Regions from separate parts of the Mus musculus genome. Here regions 1, 2 and 4 are each linked to region 3. A link is a contact called in public HiChIP or PLAC-seq and promoter capture Hi-C data. All regions are on one chromosome and are shown on one strand. Each heading gives the region's core, a stretch centred on a gene start, on an enhancer-like site or on the middle of the called end of the contact. The rest is flanking DNA. Distances are from core to core; before and after follow the strand shown. Region 1 overlaps Ippk (inositol 1,3,4,5,6-pentakisphosphate 2-kinase). Region 2 holds the start of Aspn (asporin). Region 3 holds the start of Iars (isoleucine-tRNA synthetase). Region 4 overlaps Cenpp (centromere protein P).

Evidence for each region. Promoter capture Hi-C pulls out the DNA fragments that hold promoters and counts their contacts. HiChIP or PLAC-seq counts read pairs in DNA pulled down with a chosen protein or histone mark. Capture Hi-C pulls out chosen DNA fragments and counts their contacts.
Region 1: a promoter capture Hi-C map of neural stem cells shows a contact between it and region 3. The contact joins the enhancer-like site here to the promoter of Iars in region 3. A contact is called at or near these places in 8 of 39 promoter capture datasets (the C10 cell line, the HPC-7 cell line, HPC-7-derived erythroid cells and 4 more), 1 of 484 Hi-C or Micro-C datasets (the HPC-7 cell line), 15 of 115 datasets of contacts at active chromatin or transcription factors (the 230-238 cell line, the SCID.adh cell line, bone marrow-derived macrophages and 9 more) and 4 of 9 other capture datasets (adipose tissue, embryonic stem cells, liver and 1 more).
Region 2: a promoter capture Hi-C map of adipose tissue shows a contact between it and region 3. The contact joins the promoter of Aspn here to the promoter of Iars in region 3. A contact is called at or near these places in 4 of 39 promoter capture datasets (the HPC-7 cell line, cranial neural crest, maxillary cranial neural crest and 1 more), 1 of 115 datasets of contacts at active chromatin or transcription factors (pancreatic cancer cells) and 3 of 9 other capture datasets (adipose tissue, liver and pancreatic islet).
Region 4: an H3K4me3 HiChIP or PLAC-seq map of craniofacial prominence shows a contact between it and region 3, with 2.9 times the contacts expected there. The contact joins the enhancer-like site here to the promoter of Iars in region 3. A contact is called at or near these places in 3 of 39 promoter capture datasets (hematopoietic stem and progenitor cells, neural stem cells and second pharyngeal arch cranial neural crest), 10 of 115 datasets of contacts at active chromatin or transcription factors (the 230-238 cell line, the SCID.adh cell line, bone marrow-derived macrophages and 6 more) and 3 of 9 other capture datasets (adipose tissue, liver and pancreatic islet).

The regions. Positions count from the first base shown.
Region 1 is chr13:49,448,119-49,450,942 of GRCm38.p6, forward strand. Ippk (inositol 1,3,4,5,6-pentakisphosphate 2-kinase) reads left to right here. Exons shown (of 13, transcript NM_199056.4): 10 at 1,119-1,269; 11 at 1,863-1,965. Among named protein-coding and RNA genes, the nearest start is that of Ippk, 28 kb to the left of the region's middle. Within about 2 kb of position 1,538, at least 60 of the 459 cell types and tissues checked have an H3K27ac peak or open chromatin away from gene starts, as enhancers often do. A contact at or near this core is called in adipose tissue, forebrain and neural stem cells, where this site is marked.
Region 2 is chr13:49,543,098-49,545,797 of GRCm38.p6, forward strand. It overlaps Aspn (asporin), which reads left to right and starts at 1,346. Exons shown (of 8, transcript NM_025711.3): 1 at 1,346-1,620. All of the region lies in intron 5 of Cenpp (centromere protein P), which reads right to left.
Region 3 is chr13:49,680,877-49,683,576 of GRCm38.p6, forward strand. It overlaps Iars (isoleucine-tRNA synthetase), which reads left to right and starts at 1,254. Exons shown (of 34, transcript NM_172015.3): 1 at 1,254-1,327.
Region 4 is chr13:49,465,599-49,468,443 of GRCm38.p6, forward strand. It overlaps Cenpp (centromere protein P), which reads right to left. Exons shown (of 8, transcript NM_025495.3): 6 at 81-160. Among named protein-coding and RNA genes, the nearest start is that of Ecm2, 38 kb to the right of the region's middle. Within about 2 kb of position 1,278, at least 62 of the 459 cell types and tissues checked have an H3K27ac peak or open chromatin away from gene starts, as enhancers often do. A contact at or near this core is called in adipose tissue, craniofacial prominence and second pharyngeal arch cranial neural crest, where this site is marked.

The DNA.
Region 1 (2,824 bases), core at 288-2,787, 230 kb before region 3:
CAGCTATATCTGGGTCCTTTCAGCAAAATCTTGCTAGTGTATGCAATGGTGTCAGCGTTTGGAAGCTGATCATGGGATGGATCTCTGGATATGGCAATCACTAGATGGTCCATCCTTTCGTCACACTTCCAAATCTTGTCTCTGTAACTCCTTCCATGGGTGTTTTGTTTCCTATTCTAAGAAGGGGCAAAGTGTCCACACTTTGGTCTTCGTTCTCTTGAATTTAATGTGTTTAGCAAATTGTATCTTATATCTTGGGTATCCTAAGTTTCTGGGCTAATATCCACTTATCAGTGAGTACATATTGTGAGAGTTCCTTTGTGATTGGGTTACCTCACTCGTCTCCTGCTATCTTGACCCAGGGCATGTTATGTGGCTGCGAATGTCTAGCTGGAGTGCTGCTTGAGTATACATTGTTCCCTCTCCCGTTTTTGCCTTTAGTGGATTCTGAGAGATGGTCAGGGATGTCAGGCTCGGTTGAGAAGGCACTGTACACATCATTGTGAGTGCATGAGTGAAGGATGGAGCTTTGCTTCTTCATCTGTCCCAGAGGGGACGGATGGGACCTTGCCAAGGTCCTAACCACAGTCCATGGCTCTGTATGTTTAGCTTTTCCTGTGGCAGCCAGATCTTGCCCCTGTGTGGACTTAATGTTTTTTGACTCTGGAAACCCCAATTGGTCTATGAGGGTTTGAGAATGTCTGAATGGTTTTCTTGTAGTTCTGACCTTTATCTCATGTAGGATTACCGTTAATTTTAAATATAAAGTGACTTCTAGGGCATGTGATGGAGTTAAAGGGTATTCTGAGTTGGTGTTTGGACAGACCAGGGCCAAAGGGAGAGACGCTGTCTCTATCTTTTGTGTGTGTGTGTGTGTGTGTGTGTGTGTGTGTGTGTGTGTGTGTGTAGAGCCACTGGGTCCTGAGGGTGGTCTGAGGTCAGTCAGCCTTGCTCCTTTGTGAGGTGTGCAAATCTGCCTCAGTGCTAGGCTGGAGCCTGTAGGCCTCGTCGTGCTGCCCAGAGTGAGCTCTGCTGTCTGTGCAGGCCTGGGTCTCCCTCCACAGTCTTCAAGAGTTGATAATAAACCTGCTCTCGTTCTCCCCTGATGTTCTTGGTAGGAAAAAACACCTCAGAGCACTCGGGGTTACCGAAGGGCTGTCTTCTGTACAAAACCCTCCAGGTGCAGATGTTGGACCAGCTGGACATCGAAGGCCTCTACCCTCTGTACAAACGGGTTGAGCAATACCTGGAGGAGTTTCCTGAGGAGAGGTGAGGCTGGCACCAGAGGAAGCTATGAGGCTAGGCTAGGCTGGGATCAAGGTTGCCTGACTCCAGAACAAAACAGCTCCTAGAACCTGGCTCTAGGAGGTGCCTACAACCAGCTCTGTCCAGGAAGTCCCTTGTTTGGGTGTGCCAGGGTCTCTGAGATTCATGGTCACTAAGACACTAGAAATAAAGCATGTATGAATGCAACCATTCTGATATCCTATGTCAGGGCCTGGCCTGTAGAGGGCAGTGTTGTCCCACAGGCTGCTTCTGGAACACTGACATAGTGTAGCTCCTTAGCCGTCTCTGCCACGCTTAGGGCCTGCACTATCTCACGGGCAGGGTTCTTTTTGTACATCATTGGCCTTTTCTTGGTGAACAGCTTAAGCTGAGCCGCAGCCTCCTGCAGCCCTGGGTTTTGTGGAAGATCTTGATGTTGCAGAATCAGGCTTAATGAGAGAAAGCAGTAGATCTTTTCGGTGCCTTTCAAACAATGTGATTGTTGGGCTACGTTGTGTGATACAGAACATATTTGTGACTGAAAGTACTTAGAGCTTTGTCACCCTGCTGATTTGGTTTTGGTGCTTTTTCTTCAGGAAAACATTACAGATAGATGGGCCTTATGATGAAGTATTTTACCAGAAACTGCTTGATCTGTCCACTGAGGATGATGGGACAGTGGCCTTTGCATTAACAAAGGTGAGTAGACCCATTGAGAAGCCCCATGTCTTCCTGAGAGTTTCCCTACTCTCCCCTTCACAGCAGTGGCAGCCCAGAACTTAGATCTAAAGCAGAGAAGGCTGCACTGTTTCTTGGGGGGGGGGGGGGGGGGGCAGGTGACCATAATACAGGGCCCACGTGGAATTTCTCTTGGTCCTAACAGGCCAGACGCAGGCCTTGGTGCTTGGTGGCCCTGGGCCTCATCTTTTAGATCCTGTTGACTGTCTTCCTTGGCTGAAATAATTCCATTGGGAACATAAAAAAAAGTTCTGGTGCCTAGGAAGTGGCTCTGAGATGGGCTGCTGGGTAGTCAGGTTTTCATGTCAGATGTACCTAGAGAAATGAGGACCTGTGCTCGCCCTAGAACTGTACAAAGACGTTCACAGTGCTCTGTTGCTGAGGTAAGAACTATTGTAACCCCCGTGTTGTCAGCATGTGACTGTACTAGGTTAGAAATCACATTTGCAACTCCACCGCATTTGTTGCATGGATAGATCAGGGGAGTACTTCTGACCAACAGAACAGTTCTCAAAGGGTCCAGTGATGACTGTGTGTGCAGAGCACTCTTTGAAAATGACATGGATTGCTTGTTCCTAGGGTTTGGGAAGGGGAGATACTTGTGGAAGTTCAGAGTCTCCGTGGTAATGGCAAGCCATTATATGTGGACGTGGAGGATGTAACAGGACATGTCAGAGTCATGCTCATTTCCCATCATGATGCTACTGTGTAGTTTTGAGATGTTGCTGGGAACTGGACACAAAGCCTGAGAACGTGTTAGAATGTGGAGCGTGGCTCATTCATTCTCTTTCATTCTCTTTCTCTCTCTCCTACCTTTCTC
Region 2 (2,700 bases), core at 96-2,595, 140 kb before region 3:
AGATAAGACACATGAAGAATGTATTATGTGATGGCGCGTGAACAAAGCTCAAAAGTAAGCTCTGATGCTGAATTATCTTTGTCGGGGAAGAGGAGAGGGATTCAGATTCTTGATCAAGAATTAGGACTCATTGAGCTGTACCATTATGGTATGTTTACCTCTTTGAATATGTTTTAATAAAATATTAAAATATAAAACCTGTCATTGTGTAGGACAAACTGAATTTCACTCATGACCTTCCTTTTTATGTCTATGCACTGATAGAATTCAGGCAGAGGTTGGCTGCTCTGGGCACAAGGATTAATAAACTACAGTTCATAATCTCATCCTGTTTCCAATGCATCAAGTTAGCAGACACATTTACAACTAAAACATAAGTGCATAACAGAGCATGAACATCTAACTCCAAATAAGATGTTGCTGAGAGGGCTGCAGCTCACTTGAGATGCAAATAACGGGATATCTAGGAGTGCTAAGCTGCCTGTGACATCAGACTTGAGGTTAAAAGATGAGTTCTTTACCTAAGGAAGGAGAGGATGAATCCCTAATTAAGCTTCCCTGACATGTGTGAGACACAAATTTTTTATGGTTGTAACTGGCTTGATTTGTGCCATTTCTTTGCGGTGGGAACCATAGATGATACTTTTTGACTGGAGAAACTAGATTTCTGCTAACTCACTAGATACCTTCTGTACCAACTGAGTATTTCCCCTTAGGGTCAATAAACCGCCCGTTCTTACAGGATTCTGTGCTTCAAGGATGTGGGGCTGGGTAATCTCTTGGAGTGGAAAGGGGGAAATGATTTTCTTCTTGAAGAATGGCATCTCTTGAACACTAGTGAGAAGGGAGCTGAGACTCTTGCAGAGGAAAGGTGGAGTTACCTGACTCTGCTTAGTTATCTGTACCACAACAGACGCAGGCCCAGGAAGAGTTTAAAGGGCCTGGCTTGCAGTTCCCAAAGAAGTCTATTGTGGGGTTAAAAGCTTACCCCCCCCCCAAAGGCTTGAGACATCTGCTTAACATAATAGCTTCAATCACTATAAGAAAACAAAGTCATGGCTACTTAGGTACATGTAGACTTTGGGTAAACATATAATATGGGTGTTTTTTACTAAGATTGGTAATTGTTTTATTAGCCTATAAACAGTGAGTGATTTCTGAAATTAATTTATAGGTATTCATTTATGTTAGAGTTTCATAAAGTATTCTCAAATCACGTATTTCTACAGTGACTACAGTTTCAATGGCCAGTTGCCATGAATTATTAAGCTTTTTTTTTTTTAACTTCCAAATCTTCCAGTAGACGTCTAGAGTTTAGCTAGAAGTTTTGGCTATGGTACAAACAGTGATGGAAAACATATGAGCAGTAACAAGTTTTAATCTCGCTCTTCAGTACTAACATGGACTAATCTGTGGAAGCAGTTTATTCCAGTATCACCCAGGAGCAGCCACACAGAGGCTGGTAGGAGGGCTGGATTTTTGTTCTCTTTTTTTCTTTTCTTTAAATGTAACACTTCTTTATTTTTTCTTCTTGAAGAGTCTTGAGGATACTTACATTGCAGTTAAGTAGTACAGGGTGGATAAATTCTACTTTGAAGAAAACTTCTCTCCTCTGACAAGGTAGGTTTTCATGTCTGTATTACACATACCAGTATACAATTATTTTATTGTTAAACTAAGAAAGCACTAATACTACTAATAAACATGTGTGAGTTATACGGTAAAATTTAAACCAGAAGTATGTAGTTCCTTAGCATTATATAAAAAACTCTGTGAATTTTGTAACTAAAATTACTTTAGTTTTATGTCTTATAATAAAGTTATTTAAAATATTATGCATTTTGAAAACAAAGTAAAAAACTTTCACTAATGCTTTATCATATTAACATGACTGATTTTAAAAAGTAGACAACTTATACAACCTTTTAGGAAAACAATATTACTTTAATAATGTTAATGAAGTTTGAACATATTAGATATATTAAATGAAAGTTTTTTAACTATGTAAATCTATGATACCACTTTTATCTCTACCACTGAAAACCTGTACTTTTTTCTTGACAATTGTCTTATTGTACAATGAAAAAGTACTGGGCAATTATAACAGAAATCAACATAATTTCAAGAAAGAATACCTATCAGCAATAGTTTAACCAGGTTTATATTTCATATGAAAAATAGAAACTTCTTTTCATAAACCTCATACTTAGACTAACACACAAAGATTTCCTTTGTTCTTTCACAAAGTACGTTTTATTTTTTACAAAGTATATTATTATATATCTTAGATTTTAAAAATTAATAATGCTTTCACCACTTTTCTTCCAGTTATCTAAATGGAACATAGTATTCTTTCATGCTCATGTGTTCAGAGGAGTGGCAGCCAGTAAAACAGTGGCCACATGTTATAAGGACTGAGTCACAAAGTCACAAAGAACCTGAGGGGTTTCTGTGTATCTTATCAATTGCTCTAAAAGTAGCATGCTTTTTAATTTTTCTTGTAATCCAATCAAGAATCATTATGTTGAGAAAGAGAGAGAGAGAGAGAGAGAGAGAGAGAAAAGAAAACAGGGAGGAAGAGAGAGAGGGGGAGGGAGGGAGGGAGGGAGGGAGAGGGAGACACACACAGACACACACACACAGAGAGAGAGAGAGAGAGAGAGAGACAGACAGACAGACAGACAGACTGACTGACTGACT
Region 3 (2,700 bases), core at 4-2,503:
GCTTAAAAACTCCAAATATTTCTGGTTAATAAGGATACTCATAATTAAGAAAGCAAGAAGCACAGGCAAACACTGCATCTAATTTTCGACACCATAGGGCCTAGAACTGTTGAATAAAACACTCAACAGTTATCAAAATGTTCTAAAACTCGCCGAGATTTCTACTTCATTTAGGCCAAATCCGTTTTTTTGTTTTTGTTTTTCTGTCATTAATAAAATAGGCACTTATTTACCTAATTAACGCTGTCAATTTATCAAGGCCAAAACTTACTTTCACAGACTGGTGTCAACGTTCTCATTTGTTCTAGGCCGGATCCGAAGGGTACTAAGTAGATATGTAATGATACATAAGCAAAATTTTGAAATGAAAAGAACCATTGCAATGACATTCAATAAAGGGTTCAGATTATTGTCAGACCCTCTTCCCTTCTCTTGCCATTTACCACATGGTTAGTAGTCTCCAGGTTAATATGTACTGTTCCCAAAATAATTGTGGGAGTCACTTGTCAGAAGTTTCATATGTAGCATAAATTTTAGATGCCATCACAGCTGGGAATCTAACTCAGTTGGCAGTGTGTGGCTATGGTGCACAAATGGCCGGCTTATCCACCGCACCATATAAAAACAGGCGTGATGGAACATTTCTGTAACTCCCATTGTGGAGGCAGAAAGTTCTGCAGTTCAAGGTCATTCCTTAGCTGCTTAGGAGTTCCGGAGCCAGCAGGAGATACAAGAGACCCTGAGTCTAAACTAATTTTATATGGCGTCAAATGTCCAGATCTCAAATATACTCACATATATTTAATAATATTCACATATATTGACATATATTTAAGAATACTGGGGTTGGAGAGATGGCTCGGAGGTTAGGAGTACTGGCTGCTCTTCCAGAGGTCTCCAGTTCAACCCCAAGCTTTCACCATTCTGGCTTACAACGAATACATGCAGGCAGGAGACTGTGTACAAATAAACAAACCCTTTTAAAAAAGAGAGAGAGAGAGAGTACTGACATATGGACCCAGGACGAAAGGGTGTCTCTCGTTCATAGGCCAAGACTTAGAAGGCAAAAACTTTGCCACATTGAGTAGCCACTGACTTGCCGGGTTAGGGCTCTGGAGCGTCTTCTCCTTCCTTTGCAGGGACGCTCCCATCCTGCTCTGCAGTTATGCACGGACCAATCGCCACACGTGTTGTTTGTAGGTGTTGGATGGCACACGCTGATTGGGCGCCGCGGAGGGGTTGAGCCTGGCACTGTCAGTATTGCATCACCTCCAGACGCGGAACGTGGTCGCAGGCTGCAACCTGAGCGAGCTCTCCGGGTTCCCAGGTAAGCCGCACCCTCTTGTCCTTCTGGGCCGCAGAGTGAGGCCCGCCCGTGTAACAACCTCCAGACAGCACGAGGCGGTGAAAAAGGAGCACGCTGCTTCTCACTGTGAGTGAGCTGCGGGCACAAAGCTATTTCCAGAGAGCTTTCGTGGAGGGAGAGTAACATTGCAGAACTCAGAGCTGCCCGCAGATTCTGGCCTGACTCGTTGGGTGGAGGACTGAGATCCTTAGAAGTACCCCCTTCACTTAGTGGGACCTTGGTGGCTTATGAGCAGGGAGTTGTGAGAATGCAGCGTGACATAGTATCCGAGAGAAGATCGGAATCTGATTGAGGTCACTGCCAAGTTAGGTGTTTTAAAAGAACTAACCTAGGAGTCTTTCTGGAGTCTGGGCTTCTCCCAACTGTGCTGGGATTCGCGTGTACTTATCTCTCGGTACCAAGGTAGGTAGGTTATGCGCTGCACGCTTGTCCTGGGCTCACAGAATCTGCTAATGCAGTTTAAGCTCACTGTTGGCGGCCCTACAGAACAAACTATTGGGGTTTGGAGGTGTGAAGAGATAACTTATCCGGGTCTCCTATAGGCTTGGACTGAAGGTGGGCAGAGATTATACTCCAAGGTTTATATAAATCTATCCTGTCTGGACAGAAGATGAGGGGGTCGTTGTTGTCATTTTGGCTTGGGACGTGTGCGTGATGAATATGTGAGAGAATAACTTCGTTTTCAACCTCATGAATTTGTTCTCTTTTTTACTGTGTTAGAGAAATAAGCCGAAATCATTGAGAAACTCACAGAATGCAAACTAGTGTATCTGAGACTTGCTCTTTTGTTTCTCAGTGTATAGGTAGAAAGTATAGAGTTGGTCTTCTCTAACTACTAGTTCTGCATCTGGGCTTTCAACCAGCCAGTGCTCATGCTATGTGGTTAGGTCTGTAGTAGTGACATGTACTGTACGTGTACAAACGTAATGTCTTGGTCATTATTTCCTAAGCAATATAGTATAGCAATTGTGTATCTAGGATTTAAATGTATTAGGTAGGATAAGTAAAGATTAGTTAAAATACACCGGCAGATGCATGTAAATTATAGGCTAATACTATGTTTATAAGAGAATTAAGCATCCTTGTATTTGGGTGTTCCAACAGATCCTGAATCCAGTACCCCGTGGATGTGGAGGGGCGTTTCTGTTTGACTGGCTTGTGTTTTGTTGTTGTTGTTGTTGATGATGATGATGTCTTAGTCACTTGTTCCTCTGAAGAGACACCCAGAGTGACAATGAAATGCCATTTTTGTGGAACACAGTACACACATGGTACATGAAACATACATGCAGATAATACCTGTGCACATTAGAGAGATGAATAGTGGATCCCTT
Region 4 (2,845 bases), core at 28-2,527, 220 kb before region 3:
CTTTAGTCCTCTTCAGGTAGCTTCTTAGCCTCTCTTATGGACAGTCCTGGTTCCAGGGGTATCGAGATGCACAGACTTACCCTGGCTGTCTGGTACTGCGGATCTCCATGCAGTGGGAACAGGTACCCTCCAAGAGGTATACAGTATCTGGGTATTTCTCCTGTATGTGAAAATGTTACAGTCAGATCCCTCTAGAAGTAGCATCCTGAAAGCCAAGAGAAACACTTTAGCACCTGAGATGGAAGTGTCACACATGCCATTATTGGTACGGATCCCGTCCATCCTCACAGCTCACGCAGATAAGCTTTTTGTCCTTGACATGGGCTAGCCCCCACCCAGGTGCCCAACTACAGTGGAGGTACCAGGCTCCCACTCTGATAGGGCAAAGCATGTGGTTTGTTAAGAGTCAGCTTCATGGTGAGACCTGTCCTGGATGCAGTGTTCTGTCTGTAGAGAACAGAAATGGGGTGAGTGTCACAGATAAGCAGATACGGTTTCCTCAGTATGAATGACTGCTCCGGGCATGCCTCCATGCTTGTCCACAATAGGATCTAGGAGGCTCTAGCATATCAGAACTGTCATGCATTTATATCACCATGACAGCAAAGTTTGTTTTCCAAGTATCTGATCAGAAGACAAATACAACAGATGACCACTTTTTGTCTTCGCTTGTGCAAAATAGATGATAGGCTTATAGACTAAACTACTGACTTGAGATTGACCTCACCACAAGATTTTAAGGCCTCAAGGCTGATCTTTGAAAGATCCTTCCGTGTATCTTCTCAGTGCCTTAAGACATGTTTCCCAGGGGTGGCCTAAGTCACGCAAGGACTGAGGGGCAGCTGCCCCTGAGGTAGGGCTGAGGCTGGGGGCAGAGCCTTCTGCGAGTGTAGAGACTGGCTAGATTAAAGCAGTTTGGGCTCATCGAAGAAAGTTCCAGGGGGACAAATACGTATCACTACCCTTCAGAGAATACTCCCCCTTGGAAAGCTACTGCTAACATGGGAAGCCAAGGCTGCCAGCGTCTGCATGTAGCCACCAACAAAGAACACATCCAGGCTCCAAAGCAGGGGTGGGCTGGTGTACTTTACAGATAATTACTAATTTCAGCAAAACAAGTTTTTAGAAGGAAAATGTATACCTAAGTGATTTCAGTGGAAAGTGCTGGTTGATGTTAAAACCTCAGACTCTTCTAAATTATTAACAACTGTTCGAAGAATGTAAAGGAGTGTGTGTGAACGTGGCATTTCGGCTTCCAGACTCTGCCTGGCGGCAGCACATGAGACTCAAGGGAGTACTGGGGCTTGGGCTGGCTCCAAGGCGGGGCCTGAGGCTTGGCCTCCAAGCAGGAGGGAGCTGATTTCCACTCCCTGGGCCATACTATCGAATGAGCAAAAGGAAGGCTCAAATTAGATGCTTTCACTAAAAAGTTTACTTAGTTTTTAATGACAAAGACAGAAATGCTGACACTGGGCAGAGGGCAGCCACTCAACCCCATGCTTCTGGAAAGCTAAGACTGCAAGGGCTCCCCTGCACTAAGTTAAGGTTGCTGCATTTCCAGCTTCATTCTTTGCCTGGTCACCTCAACTCCGGAACACAGTGGACAGTTAGGAAGGAACTAAAAGCTGACAGCCTGGGTGGACCCCCAAGAACAGCTATCTTCTTATTATAGATACTAATAAAGTGTTATTCTTAATGACAAGGGCATAGAAGACTGGGGGGAAGGCAGAGGAGCTCTGAAAAATAATCAGACTATGCACTGTTCTTGAAGCTGGGGATCAGCTAGGTTTAAGAGTGACAGGAAATTTGAGTTCTCACTATATTCGACTTTGATAAGGAAGTAGACTAAGCAGGCAGGAAAGAGTTAATTATGGTCCCTGACTTACAAAGTGTATTCCATGAAAACCAGTAAGAGAACAAAAGGTTCATCAGAAACTGTCCACCTGATATGGAAACATAGGTCTCATTCTTCCATCAGTCAAGCCAAAGCCCAGAGAGGGGAAACACCTCTCTCTGGCCAGGCCCTGGAAGGACAATCTTGGACATGTTCTGTCTCATGCACAGGTGTGTTCTTCATGTCACCAGGGGCTCTGGTGTAGAGAGGACAATAGAAGCCTGTGTGTCTGCAGATGTCATCAGGAAGGCTGTGTTATGGAGGTGGCTGTTAGAGAGGCCTCATGCATACTAACCAGCTGTTAGTGCCTCCACTCTAGGGCCCCAGGCTCTCCAGAACGCTGGGCCTGAGGGCCACTGAGGAAGGTTGCAGCCATGAGTTTACTCAGCTGTGTGCCACATGGTAGAATTTGCATGAGGGGGAAAAAACCCAAAAAGCAAAACCCTAAGCCCTGGTGTTTATGATAGATAAATGGATGTGTGTGTGTGCACGCTGGTCATTTGATATCCAGCCCGGCTCATATTTGACACTTAGTACTATGGCACTGGCTGATGGAGTACAGAGGGGCTGTATTTTAACAGGCAGCCTGCCTTGTACTATGCTTCAGCTACAGTGGCTCAATACCATAACATCACCTCCCCTTCAACTAAGTTCCTGCAGCAGCCAATGAACAGGGCAATCCCATGGGCAGTCCGGATGTCCGCAGATGTCAGTTTATCCTGACTTCAGAAGATTATGCCTGAACAATGGAATTTTTTTTAAACCTCATAATTCAAAGTGCACAAATACAGCATAATAAAACAACTAGAACACACAATTTTATATTTCCAAGGCAGTACAATTATACCACTTTCTAATTCCCCCATGTTTTCATTGCTTTGTAGAGAACCTCTCTGGTCTTTAAGTGTCCCCAGCACAGAATTGGCAACCATTAACATATTTTCTGTTATA